2 separate regions of the Mus musculus genome follow, and region 2 is linked to region 1. The links are chromatin contacts, called in public Hi-C maps. All regions are on one chromosome and are shown on one strand. Each heading gives the region's core, a stretch centred on a gene start, on an enhancer-like site or on the middle of the called end of the contact. The rest is flanking DNA. Distances are from core to core; before and after follow the strand shown.

The links. Hi-C and Micro-C count contacts between places; a contact is called where the count stands out from the background.
Region 2: a Hi-C map of liver shows a contact between it and region 1, with 2.4 times the contacts expected there. The contact joins two enhancer-like sites. A contact is called at or near these places in 2 of 484 Hi-C or Micro-C datasets (Th1 cells and liver).

What each region holds. Positions count from the first base shown.
Region 1 is chr15:62,255,473-62,259,982 of GRCm38.p6, reverse strand. It overlaps Pvt1 (Pvt1 oncogene), which reads right to left. Exons shown (of 5, transcript NR_132747.1): 5 at 1-1,562. Among named protein-coding and RNA genes, the nearest start is that of Pvt1, 220 kb to the right of the region's middle. Within about 2 kb of position 1,807, at least 102 of the 459 cell types and tissues checked have an H3K27ac peak or open chromatin away from gene starts, as enhancers often do. A contact at or near this core is called in liver, where this site is marked.
Region 2 is chr15:62,710,022-62,714,531 of GRCm38.p6, reverse strand. No RefSeq gene overlaps it. Among named protein-coding and RNA genes, the nearest start is that of Gm41333, 43 kb to the right of the region's middle. Within about 2 kb of position 1,826, at least 9 of the 459 cell types and tissues checked have an H3K27ac peak or open chromatin away from gene starts, as enhancers often do. A contact at or near this core is called in liver, where this site is marked.

The DNA of each region.
Region 1 (4,510 bases), core at 558-3,057:
AAAGACTCTACTATCTCTTCCAAAACAAGTGTTTACCAGTCAATCGCCAGAGCCCAGGCCCTACTCTAGGCTCTGGGATTCAGCACATAGAACACAGGCAGGAATTCTATTCATACCCCTTACCAGGAGAAGCATCATCCGCACTCCTCAGATAGGAAACAAAGATGCTGGTAGGGAACGTGCCAGGGCTCATGAGAACAGAGTTGGGCCTCCAGAGAAAACGATGAGCATGAGATCTTAGAAATCCAGGCTACTTCTCAGAGCATAACCAAGACTCAGTTCCAACGTGGAGACTATGTTTCCACTTCCATCCGAGGTAAGAGGCCCTCCCTCTATTGTAGGTTGTTCCTGAGCTGCTTAGGCCAGTGCTTTTGCCAGGAAGAAAGAAGTAGAGGACACTTCCAACCTGGGAGAAGCCCAGAAGACGCTCTTCTCTAAAGAGAACGTGTCCCTTGTATGAATGATGCAGACATCCAGAGGACAGGGAGGGCTGCAAGTCCACTTAGCTGGAGATTCGGAACTGACAGGCATAGCCTTGCCTGAAGGCCAGGCCTTTATCCATCTTAAGATGGCTTGGACCTGTGAAAGGAATTCTGATAGGAAGAATATAGAGATGGCTGCCTGGCTGCCTCCAGGAGTTTGACACACACTGTGCCACACACAGTAGGCAGCTATGCCCCTGTTTCTGTGTCCAACTCCAGGCTATGGCCAGGCAGGACATGTCATGGCTGGTCAGCATGGTTGTACCTACTCAGTTGAATCATTAAGCAAGAGCTAGAGCTATGGACACCATGCTTATATAATACAGACAGAATGAAGACAGGGAAACTGAGGCCCAGGAGCCACTAGGGATCTCTGCAAATAACAATGCTCCAGGCACCATAGTAAACTTTTTCTGAAGATCGCTAAGGATATTGAATCCTCACAATGGCACAGTGCACTCTTATACGTCACTGCCCTAGTGTTTTTTCCTATTGCTGTGATAAACACCACGACCAACAGTAACAGAGAGGAAAGAAGGGTTTGTTTGGCTTACATGTTTGCATCAGTCATTCGCTGAGGAAATTAAGGGCAGGAGCAGAGACAGGGACCATGGAGGAGACCTACTTACTGGCTTGCTCCCAGGCGCATGCTTAGCTTCCCTTCTGATATAAGCCAGGACCCCATGTCCAGGAGATGGCACCACCCACAGTGGGCTAAGCTGTCCTCCATCAATTAGCAACTATGAAAAGGCCTCAGAGACATGCCTACGGGCTAATCAAATGTAGGCAACTCCTCAACGGAGATTCCTTCTTCCCAGGTACCAGGGAATATCAAAGTGACCAAAAAGCAAATAGCAGAGCCATGTGTACTGTAACCTATATTGTCAATCAGTGTGTTGTAGGTGTGACCGTGGTTAGAAACCTTAAGCATGAGCCATTTCCGGGGTTGTTCTTGCTCTCCTTATGAAGAGGATAGTGAGGATGAACTCAGGCTGTTTAGCACTATCCATCTTTTTCCCCAACACGCTCATGTCCTTTAATATTTGACTCCTGTTGGAAAACCACACTGGAGAGCCGAGCCTGTAGGAAAAAGAAAGTGGAGAAGGTAAAAGAATTGTCTTGGAGCCACTGAAGACCTAAGCTTTTCCCCTTCTAGTCCCCCAGAAGGGGAAAGAAACTGTATTTGCCAGCAGACTTAGGGATGGTTCTGAATAAAGGTTTGCACGCTTTTCCAGAGTGCAAACAATGCTAGCTAGGGACAGCCCTGAGGCTCATGGGCACACAGGCTTAGCAGGCAAGGAGGCGGGGCTGGATGGAGCTGGACAGGACCCAGCACACAGCTTTGTATAATGAGCTCAGTCAGCCCTGTGGGGTCACTCCAGAACACCAGGGCAACCTCCGTACCAGAAAAACAAACTCATGATCCCTGGCCAGGCAGGCACCATCCAAAGAGTAAACAGGAGTGATCACACCCCAGGGACCCCCCCCCCCCAATACTCCTCCCTGTCCTGTTGGGCTAATAATAATCTCAGTAAGTAACATGCACAGTGGATTAATGTGTCAGGCACATGGGCCCAGGGGCTTGTATACACCTTTTTAACCATCAGAAAGCCCTTGGTGTGAGTGGACAGGAAAAACAACTTCCAGCATTCTGCGGCAGCATACAGGAAAGAGGAGCTACAACATATCACAAGAGAGCCGCCAGGTTGTGACTGTTTCCATACACAATGATGTTTTTGAGATGATTGACAACTCATTAGCCTGACCCCAATTGTACGTTTGCATGTATTGAGATGCCTTACCACACCGATAAATATACACAATTACCATAAAATATGGGAATGATTAAAAAAATATCCATTTTACAAGTGAGAAATTAGGATTCACGGGTCCCTTAAGCTATATAATAGTAGAATGTAAGTGAGACTCTAGGCTGCTCCAGTGACTGCCACATGAGGTTGGGTTGCTGGAGCTGGCACAGTGAATGCATATACACAGATAAGCATGTCACTAAGGAGCCTTGTCTCATTGGTAAAATGGGACCACAGGTTCTAGGCTGGCATTGTGGATGGAGATACAGCTGTTCATAACTGACAAGCATCCTGTAGTTGCCTGTAGTTCCTGTGTAACTTGTGTAGGATCTCAGGCTCACAGCCTCTGACATCTCCCACACTGTGGGATGAAACTAACTTTGGATCTGAAGTTTCCTGTGTGCTCCCACAAGGACCCAACCCAGCCCTGGGCAGTGCTTTCAATTTGATGAAACCTTTAAAGTTCAAGCCTAACAGTAGTTCCAAAGGTCTTACAGGAATGTGTGTTCAGTCCCTGGTCACCCCTCCTACTCCAGCATTTTTTGCCCTTCTGTTCTTTCACCTTATTTTGCATAATTGTGTATTAAAATATCCATACTCCCTTGTGCAAACATTGAAGGGCAGGGCAATCCTTTTATCCTTGAACTATAACAAAAATAAGTTAGGGACTGGATGCTATGTCTCCATATCCATGTGATACAATACTGACCTCTGTTCTGGGGGTGGGATGCGTTGTGTGAGTTTGTGTGTGTATGTGCATGTGTCTGGGTAGGCTCTGGTGGTGTGTTAATTGGTGTGTTACTATGACAGAGTACCTGCAGAGTAGCCTGAGGGAGGAGATGTTTATTGTTGGCTCATGATTTTAACGGATTTCGACCTTTAAAAGAGAAAGAGGTACAGTGGCTGGTGGTATTCATGGTGTGAGCAGCAGCTTTTGTCAGATCAGAAAGCAGAGAGGGAAGCAAGGGCCCGGTGACTCGGTTCAAAGCACATCTTTACTAACCAACCTCTTCTAGACAGCTAATACCTCCCTAAGGCTCCAGTGATCTGAATGATCTGTCTGGGAAGGCTGCACTCTTGGATGGGGACCAGCGTTTACACATAAGCCTATTGGTGGCTACATGTCAGATTTGAACCATGATAGAAGCTATATTCATTGCTTTTTGTTGTTGCTGCTGCTGCTGCGATAAGACATCATGACCAAAAGCAACTTACAAAAGGGACTGTCATTTTGGGTTACAGTTCCAGACAGGGATTCCACAATGGCAGGGAGCGGGAGTCAGAAAGATCACATCTTTATCCACACCCAAGAAGCCAAGAAAGGAAACTGTAAGTTATGAACTTTCAAAATCCCCCAGCTTTGTGACATACTTCCTTCTGTCAAGGCTGCATTTCCTAAAGGTTCCACAACATCCCAAAGCAGTGCCAACTGAGAAACACCTGAGCCTAGGGGGGGAGAGGGAGGGGGCAGGGGGTTTGCCCGGGAGCATTATTCAACTTCAAGTCAACATGGTTGATTAGAACGTGAAATTGAGGCCCTTGTGAATAGGATTCGTATTTTTACAAAAGACACTCCTTAGCCCTTCTGCTAAAGACTGAGAGCACAAAAATTACATGGTTGTCTGTATAAGAGAAAAGACATTGAGCATGCCTTATTCAAAGGTATAACTGAGAAATAAATTCCTGTCCTATGAGAGTTCATGGCTCTCTCTGGGACAGCATCTACAGAACTCGGGACAGTGACAGGAGGCCTTGGAATAAGTATCACGTGAATGTGATAAGGAAAGAGACAGAGTCATAACACAACATCTCCTCATTCATGTGAATGAATCTTCCTCTAGCAAATATCGAGCTGTTTTCGCTTGGTCCTGGCTGTCTGTTTAGAGTTCCTGGCATTTTCTTCTTATTTGGTCACATGGAGAACACATTGGCACAAAGTCTGTCTCCTGGCCATGACTTTTCACCCACTTGGATGTTGCCTTTTCTGATCCTGAAGACAAACTATAAGAGATGATGTTCTATGAAACTGATGATATTGCTACTCCCAAACCCAGAAAGGAGAGAGAGAGAGAGAGAGAGAGAGAGAGAGAGAGAGAGAGAGAGAGAGAGAGAGCGACAGCCCTGTGTCCTAGTGTGGGTTTATTTGAGTATCACAGCAATAAAAGAACACTTTCCTTCACCAACAAATCTTCATCAGGTCAGATACCCAGCCTCTCA
Region 2 (4,510 bases), core at 577-3,076, 450 kb before region 1:
TTCTGTGGCTGAGTCATGTTGACCAGCTCCCAGAACAACTTGTGCCTGTGTTGTTAAAGCACAGAGGTCCTCAGGCGCCATGAAAGCCAGGCCTGCCTTTTTATCCGCCTGCCTACAAAGGCCAGGATCCCACACGTGGGACAGAATGTAAACACACTCCCCAAACCTCTATTTGCTCTCAAATTGGCCAATGTTTCCTGTCCACCCCTCAAACAGACTCCCACCTTCTATTCAGCTTCAAAGACTAAAAATGCAAATGAGAGAAGTCTTCAGGGGTGACTGGGACAGAGAAATTTTGAGCTATTTCCTGCGATTTTCAAGATTATTTCTTATAATTTTAGCAAAACATAAATAATATATATATACATACATATATATTTGCTTGGAAAAGCAGGGAAACATTAACATTGTATTAGTAATCGTATAAAATAGGACAGGAACCTAAAAATCACGTAAATAAACAATGGAAGGAGGCTTGTCATGTCAACAGGAAAGTGAATAGGGAAACTCATGACACAGGCATGTGTTGAAATATTCACAACTCCCAAGCCTGTTAGTTTTAATGACATGAGAAAGCTGGTTAACAGCTGGGAGTAGTGGCACACACCTTTGATCCCAGCACTCAGGAGGTAGAGGCAGATTGATCTCTGAGAGTCCCAGGCCAGCCTGATCTAGGAAGTGAATTGCAGCGCAATCAGAACCACATAGTGAGACTCTCTCATGAAAAATAAATACAAATAAATACATGAATTAATAATAAAAATAACAAACTGTTTATAACACATGAAAAAGTTTATGAAATTGAGCTTAGTGCAATTTTAATTATTAAGTACATGTGAAATATACTGCAAGATCATAGAGTTCTCTAGGGATTTTCATGTGTGTGTATGTGTGTACATATGTGTATATATATATATATATATATATATATATATATGCAAACATGCTTGTACAATAAATGATAAAGCTTGCTCATGTTAGAGCATGCTTTAAAATACAATAGCGTCACATTCAGGCTTTTTTTTTTTAAAGGAAGCTCTAAAACATGCAAACTTAATAAGAACCTGGATAATAAAGATTTTTCCTTCCTAAGTCTCCCAGATATAGGCATCATGTAGTCAACTAAACCAGAAGGAAGGTGAGTCAAGAGAGATGCATTAGCTGCAAAATTGGGGAAGGATATCATATAAAAAAAATTATAAAACTATTCCAGATTCTTAGTTATCCCACTAGCTCTGTCCCTAAACACTGTTGATCGTGACTAGCCTATCATTGCCCTCTGCTCCCCAGTCCATGCACTTGTAAGAAGGGGTTAATCACTCCTCCACCCATCTGTTGACTTATTCAAACACTTTCTCGGGGATCAGAGAAAAAGCACTGGCTGAAACAGATACTTGTCATGCCTTCTGGGTACTTGTGCTCTTTTATATTAAAAAAAAAAATCAAACACATAGGCTAGTGTTAGGAACATGAGGAACAATGGACAAGGTCAGAAGGTAGCATGAGCGTCAAGGTCCTTAGAGATGGCATCAGTAGGTAGGTCATTAGGTGAGAAAGAAAGTCCTACTGGTAGTCAATACTGGGCAGTGTCCCAGGGGAGGCAAGCCAGGAAGCACCAAAGTGCTGTAGCACGGGGTGGGGTGGGGGTGGGGGGTGGGGTGGGGGGTGGGGTGGGGGTGGGGGGGACATGGTTGCGCCAGCGGTGATGAAGCATAAACTTAGTGTTTTTCTCCTAAACTTTAACCAAGGTCCACCCCGCAGTCAGTCAGCAGGCTCAAAATGCTTTCAGAGCCCTTGAGAGCTAAAGTCCAAGGCCTCTGCCCAGGGAGTGAATTGATGGAATTTAAAGGCAGTGTCGCCTTGGAGCTTTGAAGGTCCGCTGAACAACTATTAGCTGATCCACTTGACAAACAGTGACGCAGTCACTATGTATGTTTGTGCCCAAGCAGGTGACGATTTTCTCTCCACTGACTCCAGTCAAGGACTTTCTGCTTCCAGATTGCAGGTTCCAGGTGACATTGGGCACACGGGATCAGGAGGGGAGTGGAACAGGTCATGCCCCAGGAAGGCAGCATGAAGCTGGACTCACCTGATGTTTTGAACAGCCCACTTAGCTTCAGTGTGGCAGGAACATATTCTTTTGAAGCCTAAAGAAAGTATGCTGATTCATCAGTTTCCAAACCCATGGGAAAAGAACCCATTGTTAAGCTTCTAATATATTTTCCCTAACCCCTACAAGGATAGCTATAGTTCAGGGAGATAAACTGGGATGAAGGTAAGGCAAAGCGAAGCAATTACTGCCATCCATAATTATAACCCATATCGTTTATTGTGTGCTAATAGCTGCATTTCCAAGCAGATGTTATTAATTAGTGAAATAACAAGGCAATTTGCATTCATCTCATTTCAGAGAAGAAATAAAACTACCTCCTCTAACCAAACATAGGTAATTCAGTTTTGTTGTTTTTCTTATAATACATGGGGAAACTGAGGCACAGAGACACTGGATTCTTTAAAAGCATCTTTACTTAAAGCTTCCTAGAAGGAAGATTATTATCATGGGTAGCAGTGTATATAGATAAAGTGGCAAGGTGCTGGCCCAGAAATCATGATAACGTGGAGACAGGGAGATTGGTTAGCCCAATCTGCCAATATCCACAGCAGTCATCATTCTGGGCCTCTGATCTAATCTCTCTGAGTTGTTTTCTTATCCAAAGCATAGGAACCATCAATCCCTGACCAATGTGATTGTTTTATAGAACAAATGCGGAACATACGTACCTTCACAGCAGATATAGTTTGTGAGATAAATGGACTCTGCTCAGAGTTTAGGAGGAGAAGTAGCATTTCAGAGGGGGATAGAAAGGCTGCACGTTAATCGACCTTATGGCTAGATAGTTCGAAGAATGTATCTGGGGCCACAGAAGCAGAAGGAAATTGAAATTATCTGAGAGAAAATATCACAAGACCAGCTGGAATTCTAGCATGAAGCATGAGTAAGGGACCCAGCAGAATCATTGTCCCTTAAAAGTATATAGGCAGAAGGAACTAGGGCAGAAGGAAGTGCATGTGGATTCAAACATTGTATGACTTGATTCTAGAGCTAATGTGATTGGTAAAACATTCAAAGGCCTGCTTTTCCTTATGAACATCTTAAGAAACAGAAGTCTTCGTATCTATAAAAAAAGCAACTGGCAACATCTATTAAAATTATATTTGCCATAACATATTTATTAATATATATTAGTACAATTATAAAATAGTATATACATATATATAATATATTTATGTGTGTATACACACACATATATATATGTAAAATATGAATGTAAGACAAACATAAACAGCCCTGGTGACCAAGAGTTTGGTTACATATTCCCTTTGTTGTTTGTTGTTGTTGTTTGTTGTTTTTTGAAAAATGAAAGTCAGAGACATGATCTTCCAAACCACTTTTGTATCTCAAGTATGAGGACAGTCACAGAAGTTGGACCCAGGTGGTGTTTACCAGAACCCTGGCACCCATCTTCTCTCACAGTGTTCATACCTCATGCCACTTCACTCTCCATGGATGCACCTCTGTGTGTCTGAGCTAGCTCACCAGATGGTGGGGTGACTCTAGGACTGTGTTTGACTATGAAGTTTGGGCCACCCAATATTTTCACCCTAGAGAAGAGACATTGAAAAACTGCCTGGTTAAGCAAGCACATGTAGTTTGAGCTGAGGGATCTGGCTGACATATCAGAGAAATGCCTTTGACTTCAGTATCAGTCTCTTAGTCCTCTAGGTTGTTGCTAATGGGGGCTAGCTTAGTGCTTTGTTGAAGCATTAAGTTGTAAAAAGAGATCACACATAAAAGACACTGGTAAATAAGAAAGAAGCACAGAAAGTCTGTTCTTTTTCTATCTACCCCCCTTCTTTCCTCTTGATGTTGTTACTTGTAGCTTTATCCTTTGGGTCACTGGAGGACAAGGAAATAGCCTTTTTAGTTCATCTAGAATCTGATCACACATATTCCACTTGATTCTCCTGTCTGAATTCTCCCAGAATGAAGACAGGAAGAATGGCTTTATATGGCATTATCTTTCACAGAGTAGCATCCTGCCTTTCTATCAGACTGAACAGGCCGAATGCAGGATGATGAGAGGCTCTCTGTCAATTCCTATTACCAATCAGTAGAAATGATGTGAGGATCCCAGGCTTTCCCACATGTTTCTTGCCAAGGGCTGTACTATTTTGTTCTATTGCCTTGAATTACCTGTGATAAGGAGGGGGTGTTAGTTAAATATTTTCTACCTAGTAATGACCTTATTTGTGTAGGACACCTTTTCTTCCAAGCTTCATTTCCTTGGCAAATATCTCATCATTTAGAAGACACATCCTAGCATCATCTACCACCAAATTGCCTTGACAGACTCAGTTTCTAGAAAGGAGATTATGCTCTTTGATTGTCTTTCACAGGGCTTGATTCAACCTTTGTGACACATGTAGTTCCTTCCTTGACTCCCTTTTC